Regions from separate parts of the Mus musculus genome. Here regions 1 and 2 are each linked to region 3. Evidence: chromatin contacts called from public promoter capture Hi-C data. All regions are on one chromosome and are shown on one strand. The core of a region is the stretch at or near the end of the contact, and the rest is flanking DNA. Distances in the headings are between cores, read along the strand shown.

Region 1 (4,486 bases), core at 1,535-4,034, 2.0 Mb before region 3:
TCAGGAAGACTTGCCTGGAGGTGAGTGAGGAGTGGATTTAGTAGAGGAACCAGAGAGGAAGACAATGCAGCCCCCAGCAGCCTCAGAGATGCAGGGTAGAGGAAGACTGACTGTGTGTCAGGAGGGGTGGGGCATGGACCGAATCAGAGCAGGGACACCGGGAGAAAGAAGAATGCAGGCTGGACTCCAGGCCAGAGATGCTGGCTGGGGGTGCTCCTAGGGACTCAGCATTACATTCTGACCCATACACCCTCTATTAATCAAGGTAGCAAAGCAAGAAATGAGGGTACCTGGCAGGGCTGGGCAGAGTCAGAGCCCAGGGTAGTGGAGACCAGCAACAAGTGTCTGTGGACATGGAAAAGTGTGGAAGCCAGATCTGGAGGATGGCTCCATTGGCTCAAAGGGTTAGGTGGTAGGACAGCTCACCCTCCAGAAGCCCAAGGAACGGGTAGCCTAGCTGGCTATACAGCATTTTTAGGTAGCGAACTTACTGGGGGAGAGGGGGGACACTTGATTTGCATTCTTGTGTTTGCCAGCCCTTTGGCACGGCTTTGGGCTTGGCCTCTGGAGCCTTCATTTGGTTCGTGCACCCATTCAAAGCCAGAGGCAACTTACCTAGCCCCCCACCCTGCCAGCCTCTGATCACACAGGGCTGGCCATAGGCACATAAGATCAGGGAAGATATGGGAGGCCACAGGCAAGCAAAGAGGTCCCCGCCAAGGGGAAGGACAAGTGCAGGAAACCAGAGTAGTCACCAAGTGCTTGCAATGACTCAGGGGCTGGGCACTCAGGGAAAGGACTGGAGTTGATTTCCAGAGGGCTTGATGGAAGGCTGACTCTTCTGCCTTGTCCATGAAGTGGGGGGAAAGAGGACAGGTCTCTTGGCTTATGATAAAGGCTTCAAGGGACTCAAAGGAACAGTTAGTTTGGTTCTTCAACTTTTCTGAGCCTCAGTTTCCCAACCTGTAGAGGAGCTCTGTGGGAGGCTCCTGACTTGCTAGTTCACGAGAGACTGGAAGAGAAACATGTCTCTATTCTCATATTCCTCAGGGGAACACCTGTTTGGGTCTGCTGGGGAGGTCAGGTGGTGGGAGAGATAGCCCCTCTGAGTGGGTGACTGTGACCCTGTGCTGATCCTTGAATGTCCTGTCAAGAAATGGGGATCTGGATCTGTCATGGTGACTTGGGCATAGAGCAGGGATAGCTCATCTTCACCCAGAACTGTGTCCGCAGAAGGAGACGGAGCCTGGGACCATCGAGGCTCACCCCTGACAGTGCTGACCAAACCCAGCAAGTTGTGTGGAAAGACTGTAGGCGCCACAGGAGCAAACGGCTCTGAGGAAGGGTGGGGGCTTTGGTGCTGGGTCGCTGGAGAGCAGGACTCCAGACCGCTGGGAGTAAATCCCAGTTACATACACATAGCTGGACAATGCATGCAAGGTGTAGGGCTTAGGAGGCCCAAGGTCTGTCCTTAGGACCTAGAGACTTCAAGGGAGAGGGGTGAACAGGGTGAGAGAGCAGGGTAGCTCCTCATTCTTAAGAGAGTTTCCAGAAATCCTCATCCCCAGCTGGGCAAATGTGGCCCAGGGAACCAAGCTATGCCTCCGGAGGCCTCCTAGGAGTCCTCGGGAACTCAGCAAGAAAGCCACAGAACCAGGGAGACAGAACTCCAGCAGGTGTTCCCACCTTCATTTGGGTCAGCAGCCATAAGTGTGGCTCCAAACCCAGTATCACAGAGTATCTTCCCTCAAACCGAGCCCTCTGTGCTGAGGATGGCACCGCAGAGGCAGTGTGGCTGTTAGCTGCAGCTCAACACCACAGAGACTTAAGGAGAGCAGGCAGCTAGCCCTAGGAGAGTACCCACCCGCTGTCCAGAGTCAGTCAGAACAAATGTGGGTGCTCAGAGCACTTTGCAGCTGGCCAAGGGCACAAAGACTGTCTCTGGCCTTCTCTGAGCACTACCAGCCACCGGGTCACACCCTGCCCGGGAAATCTGTGACTCCTCCTTTCTCCATGTCAGCCAGACCCCTTTGAACTCTGCTTTAGGCTCCTGACCCTGCGTTCCTCTAGGTTAGAAACCTATCTTCATCCTGTCTCTGCCTGGCTGACTCGCCGAGGACACCCCCCTTCTCAGAAAGCAGCTCTCACCCTTTGCTGCATCTTAGGGTACCTCGACCCACCCCGTTGGGGCTTTCCCCACTGGAGGGCCCACCATCACCGCCCTGGAACGCCCTACCCCTGAGGATCCCATGTCCTCAACTCAGCGACTTATATTTTTAGCTCGGGCTCCTGCCATTGCCCTGGGGAGGAGGTGGGTGGGTGGTGGGAGGCCAAGAGCTTTGTGTGAGAGGGTGTGTGTGGGAAGGAGGACTTAGGCAGTGGGGAAGGTACTCCTGGGAGGGAGGAATCCAAAAGGCTGTGACCCACTCAGGGCACAGGAGGAAGGGGTTCGTCCGGATCCCGGGGAAGGGGAGAGGCTCGCTGGGCAGGTTAGGGAGGGACTCGGCGCCTGGCCCGCACCTGGCAGCGACTGACGATGTCGGCGTCCGTGGCCAGCAGGTCCACCACCTTGCCTTTGCCCTCGTCCCCCCACTGCGCGCCCAGCACCACGGTCACGCGGGAGCCTGTCGCCGCCGCCTCCTGCTGCAGCCGCCCCCTCTTGACTCCGCCTGTGCCGGGGGGCCGGTCGTTGGAGGCTCGGGTCCCGGACATGCTGGCTTAGCTCCTCTGCTGCTCTGGGCCAAGCGAGAGCCCGCCGCCGCCAGAGCTCTCGCTCCATTAAATGCGGACGCCTAGAGAGGGGGGCGGGCCGGGGGCGGGTCCTGCGCACGCGGTGACGCACCTCGGTGACCTGCGGCCACAGCTCCCTGTCCCTGCCGCTGTCGCTGCAGATGGCGCGCACTTAGGGTGCTAGACGCCCCGACACGACTTGGGCAAGCAGATGACTCAGAACACCCTAGGACGTGAGAGGTGCCAGTGCTGCACGACCCGGACTCTACCCCTGCCCACTGGCCTGCTAGGACTAGGGTTTGGGGTTGCACAAACAGCGGAGGAGGCTGCTTTTTCCGGGGCAAGAGAGCGGTTAACAAAAGCAGAACCACAGATGTTTCTTTGCCGTTAATCTGGAGGATCTGCCTGCGGGATCACCTGTTTTCCCGTCTTGAACCTCGAGTCCAGGACCAGGAACGGTTCTCCTGAGAGCCGCCCAGAAAGTCACCTTAACTAAGACGATCTCTCTCCACCAGGCCACATAGTCACCCCTGCTGGCCCAGGATATGCAGCTCTTGGGTGGCTGTAGCTAGCTACTAGCCCAGCGCCAAGTGTAAGATGAAGTACCCACATCCGCTCGGGGTCAGAGCAACTTGAGGGACACAGGAGCAGAGGAGGATTCAACTTTCCAAGAGACCTCGGGGTCGATGGTTTCTGCCACTCAGTCCAGACTGGAAACAGGGACAAGGGAAAGTCCTGAGGCTGGGAGGCCTGTGTGGCATGCTCCCCCCAGCCCCCCACTGGTGCGTGTCCTTCCAGGGTGTGCTAACTGACCCCTGGGACAGGTTCACAGAGCAGTCAGGCTCCTAGTTGTCCTGGGGGCAGTTCGCAGGACTGTCACAAGACCAGTGAGACTAGACACACCCTCTGGGGGACTGACACCCCCCCTCCCCCAGCTTGGGGAAGAGAGGCTATTCCCAGTCAGCCTCAGCCACACTGCTGCTACCCTCCCTGGCTGTGCAGGTCATGGTGGTCTGTGTCTTCTGTTTCACATAGGGACATAGACACTCTCTTCAGTTGCTATGGCTGAAGCAGTCAGGGCCTCGGATCTGGACACTACTTCTTAGAAGAGCCTTACAGTCTTTGTGTGCAGATTACAATATCCTTCTCTACCTCACTCAGTGCCACAGTGGGGAGGGGGCAAGCGAGTAGACGTGGCATCTAGAGTTAGTGGTTCAGGCCAAGATCTCCTGAGCAGTGGCTGGGACAGGCAGAAATCCCTGATAAGGTCTTTCAGGAAGGTGTGCTCAGAAGGCAAAGCAGGCAGAGAAGGCTGATGCAGGAACGGAGACAAGGGGTAAACAGGAGAATATGGGGGGGGTTGTCACAGGAGGAAGGGTAGGGGGCACAGCAGCTTCTGAGGACTGAGGGAGGAGAGAGGCTGGCAGAATGTTACACAGGTCAATGAACTTTTTCTCCAGGTGAGAAAGATTATGCTTTAAGAATGCCAGTGTTGAATGTCACTTTGGTCAGGTCACTTTAATGCTTGCCCTTGTCCCCTTGGGAGGTGTTGCTGCAAGCCTGAAAGGAATCCTGGCTCCCTTTCCTGGGGGGAACCAGGGGTTCTTGGTGAGAGGTATTTAGGGTTCAGAGGGACCTACTATGGGGGCTTAGACGGGTCCTGGGCACTGAGGCTTCTAAGCCTGAGACTATAAATAGCCAAGGGCCCACATAGAACGGGGAGGGCTTTTCTAAAAACAGCTTCACTCAGGCTCAA
Region 2 (4,352 bases), core at 661-3,160, 2.4 Mb before region 3:
GTCCTGACACTCTATACTTTAACACACAGAACATCTGCTCCACCTGACCAAGGTCCTCACCCCTCCAGAGAAAGTCTCTGTCCAGCCCAACACCCAGAGCACCCCAACACCTGCTGCTGCTCACCCCTTTCACATCTTCCTCTCTGTGTAAGCCTGTCCTCCACCAGCCTTCCCTGACCCCTACCTTCTCCTGTGGAAAAAGGATCTTCAAGAACACAGACCACAGCAGGCACGGTGCGCATGCCTATAATCCCTGTACACAGGAGGCAGAGGCAGGAGGACTGAGAGCTCAAGGCCACCCTGGGTTACAAAAACAAGTTCAAGGCCATTCATGACTACAAAGCAAAACCCTGTCTCAAAAGAAAAAAAAAATCGTCCACCTTTAAAGGAAATGGCCTCTCTCCCTTTCCTTACTAGGTTTAGGCTCCAGTCTTAGGTGAGTGTGCTACCTGTATCTGCGGTTCTAACTCTAAAAGAAGTTCAAGTGTGTGTTGGGGATGTGGATCACAAGAGCATAGGAGTTCAAACAGCCTCAGTGTTTCTGAAAAAGAAGGAAGGGGGAACAGAAGAGGGAGGGAGAAAGAGAAAGGCTGACTGGTGTATGGGGTGGGGGGCATGGGGACCCTTGGCTCTCATTAAGGGAACTCAGAGACTGCTAAAGGAATTCAAGGGCCAGTGTGAAGTCTCAGGGCAATGCTGTAGAGAGCCAGAATTAAGTGTGGAGATCAGTTCATCTCTCCCTCCCCCCACCCTGCTTTAGGGGCCTGGGAGATGCTCCCACTGAGGCAAAAGCTGACCCTCAGGTCTCAGTCCTCCAGATGCCCCTCAGATCCATCCTTCCTTTCCCAAAGCCACAGACAGACCCAGAGGGCCTTGTGCATTCTAGAAGGGTAAAACCACTATCTAGTGGCCTCTGTACCCCCAACACCACACTCAGAGGCCTGCTGAAAGAACACAGAAAGTTCCCCTTCTCCTTCCTAGCATCTCTCTACTCAGATCCCCCTCCAGGGCACACTGTCCAAGTTCTGTGCCTGGAAGGCTCTTTGGTGATAAGGCCACTTTCCCTGACTCCCCAGAGGGAAGCCTGGAGCGCCCTCAACCTGGTGTCTAGAGTTCCTCTTTTCTCTCACTAGCTGAAGCTCCCGAGTAGGAGCCAAGTCAAGAAATCACAAAAGTTTCAAGCTGGGCACTAGAATGGGAAGCTGTAGTCCACACAGAGATGGGTGGCCACAGTGTCCGCCCAGCGGGTAAATTTTGTCTAACCCTTTCCACGGGGCGAGGAGGAGGTCGCCTACCCAGGGGAGAAAGACCAGGCTTGTGCAACGGCAAAATTAACAGCTCCAAGCAAAGAGTACAACGGTCTCGGGAGCTCTCGTCACAACGCCGGACACAAGGCCGACAGGTGAAGAGAGCGCAGACCTCACCCGCAGGGTAGATGGAGAGGAGACAGCGGCGTGTCCCGGGAGCCTCAGGCCCAGGCCTCTGGGGTGTGACAGTGCCGCTGCACGCCGGAGGAGAGCTGTGGCACTAGCCGAGAGCTCCACCGCCTGAGGTCCGCTGCGCAGCCCGGCCCGGGACGCAGGTGTCAAGGTGCGGGCAGAGCACCGGCCGGGCGAGCCACAGGCCCGCTGCCCCGCCCCGGCCCTCGCCTTGCAGTCACCCGCGCGCGCTCGGGGGCGCGGGGTCCCGGCCCGCAGGCAGGTGCGCGCGGACAAAGCGCAGCACGGGGGCGTACCTGGGCACGCAGCTGGGGCTGGAGCCGTCCACCTCCCAGGTGGCAAACAGGTTCATGGGCACCGGAGTGTTGAGCGCTCCGGGCGCGCCGGGCAGGCCGAGGCGGCCCCGCTCGGCCATGGCGCCGGCCCCGCCGTCCCTCGGCGGCCTGGGGCTGCGCCGGGCCGCGGGAGCGCGGCGGGCGGGCGGGCCGGGCGCGCGGAGGGCGGCGGCGCGGTCACATGGCGCCGGCGGGCGGCGGGAGTCCGGCAGGCCCGCGGGCGGTGTCCAGGCTGCGCCCGCGCCCCGCCCCCTGCCGCACCGCGCCGCCTATTGGTCGACGGGGCAGGGCTCGCGCGGCGCACCCAATCACCGCCCACCGGAAGTGAGGCGCGCGCCCCAGGGCGTCTCCGGCGCCCAGCCGCGGGAGCGAGCGCGCGCGGCGGCGCACAGGCTGTGCCCCTCTCAGGGACTCAGGCGAGCGACGTGATGGCTGCGGGAGTGACCAGGTCTACGAACCCCTCACGCTCCCTGCGGCGGACCGCGGGCCTAGGGACGTGACCATGTATCCCGGTGACTCTCATCCGGTTGCCATCCTGCGTGTCCCCGCACAGGCCCCTAAGGCCTGGCTCTCGCACTCTGTAGGCCCCACCCACCCTTATTCCTTGAGGAGTTTCAGCCACCATCTGTCCTCCCTAGCTGCCCCATCCAGCAACCTCCGCCCATCCAGCCTCCTCCTATATTCAGCAGTGCTTTATTTATTTATTTTTAAGTTTTTCTCAAGAGCATCTCAAATATTTGGTACAGGGTGCATTCTCCCTTGCTCGCAGTGAACTTGGGCCAATAGGAGGGGCGGGTGGCCGATCAGACTGCAGGGCCCAGTAGGCAGGGGATTCCAGGCATGGCCTGGAGAAGGCCGGCTAGGCTCTGGGCCTCAGGAAGAAGCTCTCAGTGGCAGATGTCCCTCCCCCTCTTTTTGGCTGTCTTTGGTCAAAGTCAACAAATTTAGGGAAAAGCTTTTCTGGCATGTCTTGTTTCTTTGTATCCACGGCTTTACACAATTGCCTTTCTCCCGCTAGGTTCCATGTCTTATTATCTTCTAGTAAGCTTATTGAAACAATTCTAACTCAAATCAATCTGACCTGGCTGTCCCTCCTTGCCCTTCAGGTTTACCCAATAGTCCTGTTTTCTGCCTTTCTTCCCAGGAAGGCATTGTGGGGGTGGTCCCTCCTCTGCTATGACACCCCAACCCCTTGCCATCTACATTTGGAGCTCCTCTGCCAGAGGCAGCCTCCTGCTGTAACTCCAGGATGGGAGCTGCAAACAGCTGCAGCTGCTTAAAGCCAGAGTCTGCTTTGAAGAGAACAAGGGGACCTGTGTTTTCCTCATGTTCCTCACTCGCTGGGGTGGTAAAACAAAGTCCAGAGGGTCTGTCAGTCTGTGGCCAGCTGAAATGAATATTGTCTGACATTGCAGCCCTATTGGGGCCAGTAGTAAGGCTTGTACCTAGGAAACCAGAGGCTGTGTTCACCGAGCTTCATCAGCCTTGGTGGACAGGCTGCCTTTGATTGGAAGCAAAAGACAAGCATCCACTGACCTCAGCAATTGGCAGACAGCGCTGGGGACAGACCAAGGGTGCATTTGCAGGCAGAAGAATGGGCTGTCTGATGAGTTGTGTCTGTGTGCGCCAGGCAGGCATTGCAGCCAGGGTCAAGGGAGGAAATAAGAGTGACCAAGCTGTGCATACCGGGGCATGGCACCAGTGGCCTTGGTTGAGCTGTGCCATCTTGTACTGGACACCATTGTAGGTTCTCAATGAATATGACATATATCTGCCCAGCCTCACTTTAGATGGAAGGAAAGTGAGACACATGCTGTCTGCACTTTCTAAGGGAAGGGGGGGGCTGTTAAGGTAGGTCATGGGGACGGGTTAGTGGTGACCAGTGTTTTCCAAGTGACTAGATAGCAGTTTGAATCTGTTTCACCTGTTATTTGGATCTTTGGCCTCTGTATTTGAAAATAATGGCTGTCTCCATTCTCTTTTTGTAAACTGTAGGTCCTAAGACAACTTCCTTAAAAGCCAGGAAATGTGTCTTCCTGTGAACTAGGTGTGATGTGACTCCTACCCTTCTACATTTGTAGCATTCCCCTACCATGTTTCCTTTAAAATGGGAACTTAGTTCAGGATGAGCCTCGGTGGGCAACCGGGGTGACCGGGGAGAGGGCCCAAGGAGGGAGACCTCCGGAGCCCTGTAGTCCCAAGTCAGCACACATAAACCATGGTTAAGACCTGAAAACAAGCTGTCTGTTCAGCAGCAGGACACTTGTTTGTTGGGAGGAATTAAATTTGGGGTTCCAGAAAAGGCCTCGGGCATTGGCAGGAAGTAGAGGTTTTAGCCAGCTTCCTAACAGACCCACAGATTTTGACTGGGTTCCCCTCAGCCTGCACACTGGGAATCTGAGCTTCCTGGCTGATGTTCCAGACCATGCATTCCTTGGAAACTACTCATCTGCTTAGCTTGAGTTTAAATGATAATGAACCTGGCATGAGGATGTGATACAGCTGTGTAGGCATGACATGGCCCATGCCTGAAGGAGCTCCCACAGAGTCCAGGGACCTTGCAATGAGTCCAAGGCAC
Region 3 (4,415 bases), core at 815-3,314:
AGTCAACTTTCAAAAGTGCAAGTCATTATGGAACCTTGCTGGGATGCTGGATCATCCCTTGCTGAATAGACACTTGTTCCATTCCACCCTTGATACAAGACGGACAGATATGAGGAGAACAAATTACTAATGACAGAGCAAAGAGAAAAACTTGGGGATTTTTTTTCGTAAAGAGAAATCATGACTCATGGTTTTTGTGTTTTTATATTGAAATCACTAATTTCAATACACAAACTGTGCAACAAAGAATATAAAAGAATTAGCTAGGGCCAAACTACTCAAAATCGTTAAAAACATAGGTTAAAAATGTATTTTAATAAAATGTATTTTCACATACCCCGCAAAAGAGCAAGTAGGGATCAAAGGGCTCACAGGGCCCTGCTGGGGCAGGGTTCCAGATGACTTTCATTTCAGATATGTTTCAAATTTTCTACAGTTACATGGTCTTTTGGACAAAAATAGATTTCCACGCAGGAATAAATACAAACTCCAATGTAAAGGAAACCATCTTCAGTCACACTAACACTAGCCAGGCACTAATAGCATCCTAATGCTTTAGACATTGTGTGTAGATTGAAGAAAAATATTCTGCTATCTTCTAACTGCAGGCCCAAACCAAGGCTGTGTGAACATTTTGTAATTAAGAATAGCCTTAAAGCGATACAAACTATCGAAAGGACAGCCACTCTGGTTTTCTAACGGAACCACACAGCCTTTGGAACTCTAGGGAACTTGCTAGCAAATATTCTCAGTCCATCTTCAATCCCTAAGGGCTATTTTACTTTTAAACAGCACATCTGGGTTCCTAGGGAAATGCCACACCCATTCGCCAGCATGTCATACAAGTTCCCCAGATGCTACAAAGTGGTTTTAAAGCCTCAAGAAGGAAGGAGTCCTGCAAGCAAGCCCCCTATTCCAGATCAATCTAGGGATGTTGTGAGAGTCTCTGCTGGAGGACACAACGGGAACATGTCAGCTTCTTTGCCTCCTTCCCCAACTAGGTAAGCAACAGTTCTTAAGTCTTTGAAATCAGACTTAAATGTCACAGAGCTGTCATTAGGGTCATCTAAGCAACAATTTCAAGCCATGATCAGCAAAACAAGCAATTTGGACTGGAAACTGATATGCTGAGTCTAATCTCAAGGTCCTGTATTTTAGCTGGTGACCTTGGACCAGCCACGGGACTCAGTTTCCTGGTTTGTAAAACTGGGAGATACACCCACTCAACAATGATGCTGCGAGGCCAATGGAGGCCTACGCGTAGGCAGCCGCAGACAGCAGAGATGCTGGGTGACCAGGGCCTGCCCACTCCGGCTCCCGCCAACCCACCGGTCCCCGAGCCCACCCAAGGGCCAGCACCTAGGCTGTCCTAGACACACTCTTCCCAAAGCGAGCTAAGCTTGGATACGAATCGAAACCAAAAAAGCTCATGTGACTCTGGAGGCAGGGATGCGGCCCTGTGCCCAGCCGGGACCGGGAGACGCTGTCTCCACCCAACTCGGCCATCTTGAGAAGCCGCGGAGACAAAGCGACCCCACTGTGCGGGCGCTGGCGGTCCGGGCACCCTAGCTGCTCCACGCGACCGGGGAGGGGGCGCCGCGCACCTTTGAGGGTGGAGCGCTCCACCAGGACCGTGTGGACCTGCGGGTCTGACAGGAACTTGCGCATCTGCTCCAGGGCGCTCTTCTCCTCCAGCGCCGCCTCCAGCGCAGCCGGCGCGTCGCCGCCGTCCTCCAGCAGCAGCGGCACCAGCTTACGCAGGTGCTTCTGCAGCACCGCCACGTCCGCCACATTCTGCACCGCCGACACCTCCAGGCCGGCCGAGCCGTCCTCGCCGCCGCCCGGCTCCGACATGGCGGATCCACGGAAGGGAGAGAGATAGAAAGAGAGAGAGCGAGAGCCGAGAGGAGCGGCCTCCGGCACGAGAGAGCAGTGAGCGAGGGGAACCGGCGACAGGAGACGCTCTGCCCGCTAACCCGCGGCCGACTGCGGACAGCGGAGCCGGCTCCGCCCTAAAGGCCGCCGCTCCCGCCGGCCCCGCCCCGCCCGCTGGCTGCAGCCACCGGCGCCCGCTCGCGGTCGGCGTCGCGACGTTACGCATGCGACTGGAGGCGGGGCTATGTGCGGCGCCGCGTGGCCTTTTGGGACTTGTAGTCGGAGGGCAGGGCGGGACCCATTACTCTGCGCAAAAGTGGTCCAGGAACCGCGTCTGTCTTCATTGCCAGGTGGCAGAGAATATCACAGAGCCAGCCCCTCAGGCTTCATAAATAGTGTTTTAAGGATGCATTGACGAGAATTGACATTTAGTGAGAGTTCATCCTCTGCCCGACATTGCTATTAATAACCTGAGTTCTCCCGTTGAATGAATGGAGTCTGGAGTCCCAACTGCCCAGTCGTTATTAGATACACATTGGGAAGATGAGGACGTTTTTTCAGAGGAGATGAGGGGCATGCCCACAATGACTTCGCTAAACTGGATAGGGAGAGAGTGGAAGGGAGATGATTTTAGCTGAGGAACTGGCGTCTGAGGAAGGGAAGGTTAGGTATGGGTGGAGCAGCAACTGCAGTGCAGTCTAACGGTAGGCTAAAAGAAACCTGGATAGTAGGAACATCAAGCTACGATGGGACCTGGCTTCTGAACACAGTGTCATTTACCAAGCGAGGGTGATGTAAGAGAAGGACGCATGAGTGAATCCACTGACAACGGTAAGCTCCCCATACCTGCAGCACCCACCGCTCTGTGGGTTCGGGAATCTGGATCGGCAGGAGGCAGGGGCTCAGATTGCTCCTAAGTTTCCCTGCATCTGACCCATCACCCCTCCTCCCATACACGGAGGACAAGAAGGGCAGAATCTCTTTGCTTACTTTCTTAGGGTTAGTAACTGGCCTTTGAAAGTTCAGGTCATAACTTGCCTGTTCAATTGGGTAGAGGGAACTAAGCCAAAATGATCTTTAAAAATATAATAATGCCGAGTTAGAAAGCTGAGTCCTGATTGGTGGGATGATGGTGGTATGACTTGATTCTCCCAAATCATCTTTGGAATACGGGAAGCCCTACAATATGCTTATTCCTTGCACAATTGTCCTGTGCCAGGTCCCAGAGGCTGCTGATGGAGGCCCGAAGATTCTTCTAGAAGCCAGACAGAGAGAGAGACAGAGAGACAGAGAGAGAGAAAACAGATAAATATCCCCATTCTCCCTCCATCAGCCCACCCTGGTGTAATGTGTCATAAATAATCTTGCAGAGGTGAGAGGACAGACCCAAAGCTACTGTGGTGAATTGCTACTGTGGAATTGCTGGCGTACTGGCAGTGATCAATACTGAATGTCCACCTGACACTAGGTGCTGTGTTAGTGTTTCCCTCTGCCTATCCTGCAGAGATAGGAACAAGGACAAAAGACCGGAGATTCTGAAACCTGCAGGGACTTAGTGGGTGTGGGGCTGATTGCACACTGGCTGCACTGTGAGTCAGCACCTGGGAAATGCAGTCATTCAGTTATCCGAGGACTCACTCATCTGCAACCTGGCTCCACGCCAGGGGACAGATAGCAGGCTCAGACTTTGGATTATTATCATTCCAAAGAAGACAGAAATGATTTGTTTACAAGGATTTACAAGTGGATCAAACCTGTGTGCTTTTTCAATAAACATTCTGTTTTTGTTTTTTAATATAGTAAGAACAGACCTGCTGCACACAGGCTGCTGAGATTTCTAAGGGCACCATCCTAGAGGCTGGCCAGGCTGAGACAGGGCTAACGAGGAAGCTGAGCTTGGCTGAAGATGCCCTTCTGCTTCGTGGCATAGGACGCAGCCAATCTTGGGTGGGGACCCGGCCTTTCTAGTCTCCTGTCTGTGAAAGCATCTGCTTTCAAGTGTTGAGAGGAGCTGGGAAGAGCATTTCTTTCCTGATGAGGGATGCTGGTGGCGGCTAGAGTACATACAACTTTGTCATAAATTTGTGATACACTGTGTAGAGGTCTTGCGCATTCCCAACATCTCTTTAAAATACCATATGACGTGCTGTTGAGATACCGTGTCAGGCTCATTCTCTGTATTCTGCCCCCTCTCTCAAGCCCTAGAGAGCACACAATCTCTCAGTGGGACCACTGTCAAACCAGCACCTCCAGGCTGTGTTTCCAAATACCCCTTCTCTGAATTCCATATTGGACTTTTGTTTTTCAAGGTCTTGTCATGTAGCCCTGATTGGCCTGGTACTCAGCATGTATGTAGTACATGCTGACTTCAAACTTGAGCAATCATCCTATCTTGGCCTGTAATTCCAGCCCTAGAATTGTGGCGTGTCCTACCATACCTGGTTCATGTTGGGGCATTCACTCATAATCAACCCCACATCTGACATTGCTCTTAGGCCTGGAGAACACCCAACACTTTCTTAATGTATACTTAATGTATG

The links. Promoter capture Hi-C pulls out the DNA fragments that hold promoters and counts their contacts.
Region 1: a promoter capture Hi-C map of pre-B cells shows a contact between it and region 3, with 5 times the contacts expected there. The contact joins the promoter of Adssl1 here to the promoter of Dync1h1 in region 3. A contact is called at or near these places in 2 of 39 promoter capture datasets (liver and pre-B cells) and 1 of 484 Hi-C or Micro-C datasets (B cells).
Region 2: a contact with region 3 is called in a promoter capture Hi-C map of liver, with 4 times the contacts expected there. The contact joins the promoter of Pacs2 here to the promoter of Dync1h1 in region 3. A contact is called at or near these places in 2 of 39 promoter capture datasets (both in liver).

Annotation. Positions count from the first base shown.
Region 1 is chr12:112,618,345-112,622,830 of GRCm38.p6, reverse strand. Adssl1 (adenylosuccinate synthetase like 1) reads right to left here and starts at 2,784. Exons shown (of 13, transcript NM_007421.2): 1 at 2,521-2,784. The coding sequence starts at 2,712.
Region 2 is chr12:113,012,066-113,016,417 of GRCm38.p6, reverse strand. It overlaps Pacs2 (phosphofurin acidic cluster sorting protein 2), which reads right to left and starts at 1,910. Exons shown (of 24, transcript NM_001081170.1): 1 at 1,736-1,910. The coding sequence starts at 1,854.
Region 3 is chr12:110,599,044-110,603,458 of GRCm38.p6, reverse strand. Dync1h1 (dynein cytoplasmic 1 heavy chain 1) reads right to left here and starts at 2,064. Exons shown (of 77, transcript NM_030238.2): 1 at 1,605-2,064. The coding sequence starts at 1,854. It overlaps Gm35558 (a long non-coding RNA gene), which reads left to right. Exons shown (of 2, transcript XR_381950.4): 1 at 1-2,706; 2 at 3,095-4,415.